Linked DNA regions of Mus musculus: region 2 is linked to region 1. A link is a contact called in public capture Hi-C data. All regions are on one chromosome and are shown on one strand. Each heading gives the region's core, a stretch centred on a gene start, on an enhancer-like site or on the middle of the called end of the contact. The rest is flanking DNA. Distances are from core to core; before and after follow the strand shown.

Evidence for each region. Capture Hi-C pulls out chosen DNA fragments and counts their contacts.
Region 2: a contact with region 1 is called in a capture Hi-C map of embryonic stem cells, with 7 times the contacts expected there. The contact joins two enhancer-like sites. A contact is called at or near these places in 1 of 115 datasets of contacts at active chromatin or transcription factors (embryonic stem cells) and 1 of 9 other capture datasets (embryonic stem cells).

Annotation. Positions count from the first base shown.
Region 1 is chr8:34,278,325-34,283,468 of GRCm38.p6, reverse strand. No RefSeq gene overlaps it. Among named protein-coding and RNA genes, the nearest start is that of Gm29243, 64 kb to the right of the region's middle. Within about 2 kb of position 1,623, at least 26 of the 459 cell types and tissues checked have an H3K27ac peak or open chromatin away from gene starts, as enhancers often do. A contact at or near this core is called in embryonic stem cells, where this site is marked.
Region 2 is chr8:35,120,227-35,124,996 of GRCm38.p6, reverse strand. No RefSeq gene overlaps it. Among named protein-coding and RNA genes, the nearest start is that of Gm34419, 27 kb to the right of the region's middle. Within about 2 kb of position 1,501, at least 100 of the 459 cell types and tissues checked have an H3K27ac peak or open chromatin away from gene starts, as enhancers often do. A contact at or near this core is called in embryonic stem cells, where this site is marked.

The DNA.
Region 1 (5,144 bases), core at 374-2,873:
TGCCAGAAATATATCAGTGCTAAACATATATGCATGCGCATAACACGGGTTTCAAACTACATGATGGAAACAATAATCTATTCAGATGGGGAATAGTCAAATCCACAACATAGCATCAACAGTGGAGAGTTCAACACTCATGTCTCAGTAGTGGACTGAACAACTGTCTAGGACAGTTGCTCCTCATGACTTGCTCAGCCTACTTCCCTATAGGACCCAGAAGTGCTAGGCCAGGAATGGCCCCACCCACAATGGGCTGGGCCTTTCGCCACTAATTAAGAAAATGCCCTACAGGCTCTCCTACAGCCAGATCTTATGGAGGCATTTTCTTATTTGAGGCTCCCTCCTCTCTGGTGACTCTAACTTGTGTCAAGTTGACATAAAAGTAGCTTCAAGTAGCCAGGACAAGCCACTTGAGGGGCTAGAGGGATGAAAGTGGTTACAATCTCCAGCTGCTTTTCCAGAGAATGTAGATTCAATTTTACACCCAAATGGCAGAACACAACTGTCTATAATTCTAGTCCTTGTGGATCCAATGTCCTCTTCTAGGCTCCATAGACATTGCTTGTATGTGGTTCACATTTATGCAGGCAGAATACCCACACACAAAATAAAAACAGAGGTATAAATATATATGTATGTATATATGCATGTGTGTGTGTGTGTGTGTGTGTGTGTGTGTGTGTGTGTGTATCCACCTAAGTAGCAATCCTAACGACAAAGCAAGAAGCTGACTTCATCTATAAATTCTTTCACAGAAAGCTGAAGCATGGGTCTATGAAGGAATCTGTGCCAGTTTCTAATCCCTGCTGCTTGTCCTTTGGGGCATGTATTTATCATTTACAGTATGAATTAGGTACCATGCTAAGTACTGAGATGTTCTCATTTAACTCTTTCAATGATCCTCACTGAAACAGTATCACTTCCTGTTGGTATCAGGAACTGGCTTTGCAGATCACCTCCAAACCCAGAGATGGCGGTGATGTCACCCATAGGCAACAGGGATCCACACATCTGTTGCCATGGCAATCACCATACATTCTCAGCGTCTTTTAGTTTACCTCCCATGAGCAGTTACATCACAGCCTAAATAAAAGGCATACCCTCTTGAGCTTTGCTCTCTCTCTCTCTCTCTCTTTTCCTTTGTCTCTATCACCCCCTTCTGCCTCCTCCCTCCCCCCAATAAACCTCTCTCATGTGGAACTGCCCTGGCCTGGTGTGGTCTGTCCAGACTCGAGCTTCGATTCCAACACAACACTTACTATGACCCCACAAGGTCTGGGGTCATGAAATTCACAAGAAAAAACTAGGGAGTCCTTGAATCTCATCTGAGTAAAAGCTGGTCTTAGATAGCCCAGTACCATGGTTCACTAATACAGGATCCTCCAGGTTCCTTGTTCTGGGCTCAGTGGAACTAAAGCAAAAGAGACCTGAATTCTAGAGGGAATCAAAGTAAATCAGATCCAAGATCCAAAATGTTTAGCCCTGGAACAGCTAAATGAGAAATGAGCAAATTTATTAAGTCTACACCTCCTCTGCCGCCCACCTCACACCACGACTGGTGCTGTATTGTACTGTGTCAGAACCAGTCAGTTCCCACAAGTACCACCTGGGCTCCCCTCTTTCCGGAGACCTCCCCGCTCCAGTTTAAGTCCTCAATTCGGCTTCCTTCCTCTTCACACCAAGGCTGGTAGGCTCTGAAAAACATCACCCCTACCTACCCCAGAGCCTGCTGGGAAGGCCATCTTTAAGAGTCTTAGTGTAGCAAGAACGTTGGTCTCTTTAACTACACAGAAATGTTGTGTGAATATGTTCTTGTTTAATCCCAGGTATGGGATTTGGGACTGCTTCCCATTGTCCACAGCAGGCAACTATGATTTGGGCTCCCGCAGGGGCATAATTTTGCCAGTGGAGAGTAGTTTACGTTTGGAATTCTGGGGAGTCTCCAGAGGGTGTAAAAAAGCTAGCGCCCCAGCTGTGGCTGCTCCCTCTCCTGCTCCCGCTGGATTGCTGCTGGAGATAGCCTGACGAGCAAGATCAAACTTGCTCTAAGGAGCCTGACACCCTTAATCAGCAGGAAATACTCTAATGAGATCCACGCCCCCCTTTACCTCTAACCTTCTTTCGCTACTAGCAAGGGTTGGGGGTTGGAAGGGTGGAGACAGTGGTAAGAAAAAGAACCCAATAAAGTAGCTGAAAACATGGCTATATCATAGAAAGATCACTGTGATAGACTGAGGGTCTCTTAGCTCTTCTTATCCCTGTAGCAAAATCCCTAACAGGCACAACCCAAAGAGGAAGGATTTCTTTGTTTGTTTGTTTGTATTGTTTTATTTATTTACATTTCAAATGTTGTCCCCCTTCCTGCTCTCCACTCTGAAAACCCCCCACCCCATCCCCCCCTCCCCTTTGCCTCTAAGAGGATGCTTCCACACCCATCCACTCCCACCACATCACAATGGAAAAGGTAGGGGAAAGACTGAAGGAGCTGAAGGAGATTGCAACCCCATAGGAAGAACAACAATATCATCTCCCCCCCACCCCCGCCCCCAGAGCTCCCAGGGACTAAACCACCAACCAAAAAGTATACAAGAACCGGTCCATGGCCCCTGCTACTTATGTAGCAGAGGACTGCCTTATCTGGCATCAATGGGAGGGGTAGGGCTTGGTCCTCTGAAGCATTTTTGTTCCTGGCTCCTGAGGTTTCAGTCCATCCTGAAATGAAAGGAGAGTGGGACAACTTACAGTAGCCAGGAAGGAGAGGGAGGGGGCGGGGAGGAGTGGCGAGGAGAGGGAGTGGAGGAGAGGGAGAGGTGGAGAGAAAAAGAGTGCCTAAATTAGCTAACTTTCTGCTTTTATTCCGTGGGGTCACCAGCCGATGGGATGGCACCCACACGCAGGATGAATCGTCCTCTTCCTTCATCCTCAGGAAACTTGAGCTCGGACATGCGCACTCACAGACTCGCGCTCACTAATCCCTTAGGCACTTCTCAATCAGATCGAGTTGGCAACCAAATTTAACCATCACAGAGGTTAACTAGAAATTAGAAATTTGAACCCGGAAGCCTACAGCACCATTATTGATCTGGCCCGTTGCCAACCCACACCAAGACCATTTCCACTATCCCACGGCTGCTGCCTGAGAGAGTGCTTCTTCTCTTCTGAGGGAAACAGAGCACAGACAGCCTCACCCCAGCCCCTAATACAATTCCAAGCATCAGCAGGGCCTTGATAGCCCTGTGGGCAAAAAAAAAAAAAAAAAAAAACAAGATAAACAGAAGAGTATGAGATTAAATGGAGATGCCAAGGGTCCCAGCTCAACCAACTCAACTAAGTTATCACTCTGGCTGCGGTCCTGAAAAAACAGAGCCATTAGCCATAACAAAAAGAGGCACCACTGTGTCTCCTTCACTGAAAAACAATCTGAATAAACAGAATTAGGAAATCGAATCTTAAGGACAGAAATGAGAGAAACGATTTAATTATACCTAGCTGCTCAGGAATTCTGAACATTCATACTTAAGTAAAAGCTCTTACGGACTCCTGAGGAGACCAAACTCAAAAGCCATGTCCTGTGTTATTTTGTCTCAGAACTGAACATGGCTGCTTCTGCGAATTCAAGAAACAAGGTGACTGACTATAAATCACTGTTTCCGTAATCGTGTTTTTGTTTTTTTGTTGTTGTTGTTGTTGTTGTTTTCATTTTTTTTTTCCATTTTTTATTAGGTGTTTAGCTCATTTACATTTCCAATGCTATACCAAAAGTCCCCCATATCCACCCACCCCCGCTCCCCTGCCCACCCACTCCCCCTTTTTGGCCCTGGTGTTCCCCTGTACTGGGGCATATAAAGTTTGCAAGTCCAATGGGCCTCTCTTTCCAGTGATGGCCGACTAGGCCATCTTTTGATATATATGCAGCTAGAGTCAAGAGCTCCGGGGTACTGGTTAGTTCATAATGTTGTTCCACCTATAGGGTTGCAGATCCCTTTAGCTCCTTGGCTACTTTCTCTAGCTCCTCCATTGGGAGCCCTATGATCCATCCATTAGCTGACTGTAAGCATCCACTTCTGTGTTTGCTAGGCCCCGGCATAGTCTCACAAGAGACAGCTACATCTGGGTCCTTTCAATAAAATCTTGCTAGTGTATGCAATGGTGTCAGCGTTTGGATGCTGATTATGGGGTGGATCCCTGGATATGGCAGTCTCTACATGGTCCATCCTTTCATCTCAGCTCCAAACTTTGTCTCTGTAACTCCTTCCATGGGTGCTTTGTTCCCAAATCTAAGGAGGGGCATAGTGTCCACACTTCAGTCTTCATTCTTCTTGAGTTTCATGTGTTTAGCAAATTATATAAAGGATCTTTACCTATCCTAAATCAGATAGGGGACTAATATCCAACATATATAAAGAACTCAAGAAGGTGGACTTCAGAAAATCAAATAACCCCATTAAAAAATGGGGCTCAGAACTGAACAAAGAATTCTCACCTGAGGAATACCGAATGGCAGAGAAACACCTGAAAAAATGTTCAACATCCTTAATCATCAGGGAAATGCAAATCAAAACAACCCTGAGATTCCACCTCACACCAGTCAGAATGGCTAAGATCAAAAATTCAGGTGACAGCAGATGCTGGCGTGGATGTGGAGAAAGAGGAACACTCCTCCATTGTTGGTGGGAGTGCAGGCTTGTACAACCACTCTGGAAATCAGTCTGGCGGTTCCTCAGAAAATTGGACATAGTACTACCGGAGGATCCAGCAATACCTCTCCTGGGCATATATCCAGAAGATGCCCCAACTGGTAAGAAGGACACATGCTCCACTATGTTCATAGCAGCCTTATTTATAATAGCCAGAAGCTGGAAAGAACCTAGATGCCCCTCAACAGAGGAATGGATACAGAAAATGTGGTACATCTACACAATGGAGTACTACTCAGCTATTAAAAAGAATGAATTTATGAAATTCCTAGCCAAATGGATGGACCTGGAGGGCATCATCCTGAGTGAGGTAACACATTCACAAAGAAACTCACACAATATGTACTCACTGATAAGTGGATATTAGCCCCAAACCTAGGATACCCAAGATATAAGATATAATTTGCTAAACACGTGATCGTGTTTTAAGCCTCTCCCTGCTAC
Region 2 (4,770 bases), core at 252-2,751, 840 kb before region 1:
TGTAGCTTTTGACTTCCTATCTAGCTGGCCAGAGGCTTTTACTGACGACACAACCAGGTCTTTCACATTTATTTTGTATGCCGTGTAAGTACTTAGACCCAGTGCAAGACATGGAGAGCATCAAGGGGTCACTTCTTACTGCCATGTGCTTTACTTAAGAGAGATGAACTGCTAAGGCAGAACAATCAGTGTAACAGGGCAGATGTTTGGTACCTACCCTGGAGCTTACCGCAGTGACAGCAGGAAATGATAATGGAGCTATTGCAGATGCTCACTGCTGAGTGTTAGATCTGAGTTAGCCCCATTAGCTCTATCCAGGGAAGGCTTAGTTCTTAGCCTGAGGTGCTACTGGAGGTGGAAAATAACTTTAGGAGGAGAGGCCTAGCATGAAGAAGTTAGTGTTGATGTTTTAGCCTCTTCCTGTTTCTGTCTTAGCTCCTTGGTCACATTGGGTGAAGAGATCTGTGGCCCATGATCCCGCTATGATATACAATGCACCCAGCAGGCAGAGAGAAACAGAGCCAAAACACTGAAACCTCAGAATTGAGGGAATATCAGCCTTCCTTTCCTTGTATTGATTAGCTCATGTGTTTTGTTACAGTTATGGAAAGCTGACTGAGACACCTATGTAGTAGTTTATGCAGTATAATTAATACCCTGTTATTTCCGTGTGCTTGTATTCCCCTCAACTGCAAATGGCACCAAGTATAATCTGTGTTTGTCTGTTTATGTCTTGAATAAAACTTAGCTTTTTTATAATATCCTCATGTCTTTTATGAGAGTCAATAATATAATTATGATCATCTACATATATGTGTTAGTGACATAACTAGATTTTTATTAATATATACACAAACCTCTAGGCTTCATAGACAAGTTTTTTTGTTGTTCTTTGTTTTTATTTTTATTGTCACACTTCTCAAAAACAAACAAACAAACAAATCTGTAATTCATACTAACAAGACCTGCCAAGTTCCTGCCTGTGTTGATTAAAGGTCAGCTGGACACGTCAGATTTTACTGAAGTTCATTTTAACAGAGCCTTGGGTCCCTCACACACTGACAGAGCATTGCCACTGTCCTGGTCCTTTAGGAGGGAATTGTGTGCCTTTTGTGGGCCCAGGACATGAGGTCAGGATGGGAAACAACTTAAAGGACAGCTAGCTGCAAAGCCTCATGGGAGAAGGCGCAGCACAGAGAGACCTGAATGCAGGGCAGGTGAGAGCAGAAACATCTCGGAGGGGAGCCTGGGCAACAAGGGCCAAATTAACACAGAGTAAAAGTTGGGCTTTCGGGGGAGGATTTTCTGAGATTACAACGGATAGAGTAGAAAAAAGAAATTGCTTTGGCAGAGTCATTTCAGCATTGCAAATGCACAGAAGACGAACTTGGGGAGGGAATGCGAGTTCACCGAGAGCAAATGCAAATCAGGACTGGCTGGCTTCGCGCTCATTTGCATCTGAATCCGCGGATCGTTTCCTGAGAGACAGGAAGTGCAGAACGTTCTGTCACCTTGCCCAGCCGACAATGCTGATGTTGCTGCTGTCACCAGCCGCCTGTTAACAGTATTACCAACTTTGAAAACTAGGGGAAGTGACTATGTACTCCGCACAGACAGGATCTGCTGTACTTTTTGGCTGAACTGACGGGACCCTTTGCTAACCAGACGCCATTTTTTTTTTTTTTTGAGCTCCAACCTATGGCTCTAATTACTGTCATTGTGCACACAGAACCAGAGGCATATGTCCTGCTCCTCACAAAAGATAAAAGCAGGAGGAAGGGAGGCCAATGTTGGGTGTGGGAGTCGGCAAGGAAAAGTGGGGTAGGAAAAGTTTGCTTGCTCCAAAGGAACGCTGAGACTTATGGGTGTTTGTTTGTGTGTTTATGTTATCATTACCCTTGTCACCTTCCCATGATCAATCCCAACGCACCAGGCACTGCTTAGTGAACTGTAGGACAACTCTAATTATTTTAAGGATATTGTAAAGCGGAGGTTCAGAAATATTGAATAATTTACCCAAGGACACACAGCCAATGTATGAGAGACTGGGGTTCTATTTCATGATTCCGAAATCATCTCCACCCACTTACTCATTTACTTCGTACGCCGTTTAGCTGTCTCCAGAGCAATGACAATTTAGAAGAGATTGATCTACTAGGAAATGAATCCAAAGGCAAGAAAATCAAGGTGAAAAGGCAGTGACATTTCCAGGAAGGACAAAGAGACAAGAGGAAGGTTTGGACTATTCCATGCAGAGATCTCAGCATGCTGGTTGCGATTGTTTGGATGGGGTTTATACCTGGACGATTTATTCCTGGAAAATGTGGTTGCTAGTGTGGCAATGCTAAGAAGCGGCAGACCCTCAGGAGACAGAGCCCAGAGTAAGGCCTTCGGGGAACCGATGCTATTCTTGTGGAGTGAGTCCTTGTGGGGAGACTTGTTTTCTACCCTGCCCTGTGATTTCTTCCTCTTGCATGTCCTTCTGCCATGATACCATCTACCATACATAGTGTGATGCCATAGGAGGCCCTTGCCAGAATTGATGTCGTGCTATTTGGACCAGGTCAAGCAATGGAAAGAGAGAGAGAATTTGGTGCCAAAGTATGATGAGCAGGGTTGACTGCCAATGGGAAAGAGGATCCATGAACCAAGTCTCCAGAGGCAGATGTACTGTGAAGTAAGGTTGCAGGGCCTCGTTTCTAAAGACCCTTTACAAAGAAAGGCCTATGGCATACACTGATAATGTACCCATATGGCCGTGTAATAGACAACATAGAGGAAGGAACGTTTTAACTCAGTTCTACTTGGCGTTGTCTTTCCAACTTCCCCTCCTTTCTTCCTGCCCTTGTTTCAGGAGGCTCCAGAGCATCCCTGGGTCTTTGAGGTATCTAGCTGAGGGAAATCTAAGTCCAGGATACATTTAGACCAACTAAATGGGATATTTTGTTAAAAGTTCTGGATCATGTCCACGCACAGCCTATCCCTACATAGGGGTGCCCCCTTTGGGGGGTACATATACTGACTGCTGATTTGGCCAGCTTCCTAACAAGGACACAGGTCACAGCAAGAGAAGAGTGAATTGTTGGGACTGGAGGGATGGCTCGGTGGGAAAAGCGCTTCCCATACAAGCATAAAGGCCTATGCTTAGATCCCCACAACGAACACAGGGCTGGATATGGTGCTTGTGTCTGTAACATCAGCTCTTCTACAGAGACAGGAGACCCCTGGAAACTTGATGGCCAGCTATGCTGGAGTAGACAGCAGCAAACACCAAGAGAGCAAACAAGGTGGACGGTGAGAGCCGACATCCGAGGTTGTCCATTGGCCTCCTCCACAAGCCTAGGGTAGGATGTGTTCATCTGTGTGCATGTGTACAGAGAGATTTAAACAAGTGAAAGAAGAGAGAGAGAATTTTCCAGAGGCCGGCAAGAACTATCTCAACAGTGGAGAAGAAATATGTTTTGAAACGCTGGGATCCAACCTCATTTAAGAACATTCTATATCACAAGAGGAAAACTAAGAGGATGCGGTGCAATTCAGAATTAAAGTTCTGTCTTGTCGGGGATATGCTAAATAACAACATAATCGGGTTTAATTCTCTCTCTCTCTCTCTCTCTCTTTGGTGGCAATTGTATGAAACTGAATTTATCGTGTTCCCGTGTCGTAGGCGCCATACTGAAGCAGGACTGAAAACAGCCTGTCAGTGTGTGAAAGAAGCTGGGAGTTCTTTTCTTCAGCCTAATTACCCACAATAGGAAACATGTTCTAACACTCTGTGCTGGGAGAAGCATTAAACTGTCTCTTTAATCTACCCATAGGAAGTGATATTATAGAAAACGGTTGCTGTAGGAAGAAGGGATCAAAGTAGGCAGTCCAATTTTTCTTTAAAAGTATTATACAAAATTGGTGGGGAAAAAAGGATTTTAAGTAAAAATATTGTCATTTTTTTATAGCTTTGGGGATATTTATAGCATTAGTCACTTTAAAAAACTTTATAGTCGTGAGTTCTTCTTACATGCCGAATACATATTCATGTTGCATAAAACTTCAAGTTTGTCTCCTTATGTAACATTTCTTAGAGAAAGCTCACAGGGCCAAATAAGCAAGCATGAGCTTTAAGCTCCACCTCTGCCGTCCCTCCCTCTGGCCAAGGAGGGTGAAGCATGAAGAGGGTTCAAGGGCTCCCTTGGAGGAGGAGTTTCCTAGCCACTTAGGGGCAGGAGACTGTTGGGTGGTTTGCTCTCTCAGAGCAGGGTGGAGGTAACCATCTGGTGGGCGTTCTTAAGGTCAAAGCATGGCAATGCACAGGTGAGGCTGTGAAAATATCTGTTGTGGTCTCTCCTGGCCAAGGTCTGAATGACCAGCAAATTCCCGTTAGAAGCAGTAGATTGTCTCAGAGTCCCTGGAGCTGAAACACGCCTTGCTTCCCAGCAAACGTGACAAGAAACGTGACAAGAAAGGTGAAGAATGGCGGCAGAGAAGGCTGGAGAGGGAGTCTGTTTCTACACCACTGCCTGGGCAGGGGTGGGGGAGGGGAAATAGCAGAGGCAACTGGCTTTGTAAAGGAACAGGTTTGTTTTGCTCACAGTCTGAAAGCTCAAGTCCAAAATGAGGCTGCCCCCGTGGGTTTAGATGTCTGTCCAAGGCAGCAAGCATATCGTGGTGGGAGCCATGTTGAAGAAGGTACCGACCGACGTCTTCAGGGAGGAAACAGCAGGAGATCCTACCATCTCTGCCAGGATGTGACCTAAGGCTCATTTAGGCTCCATC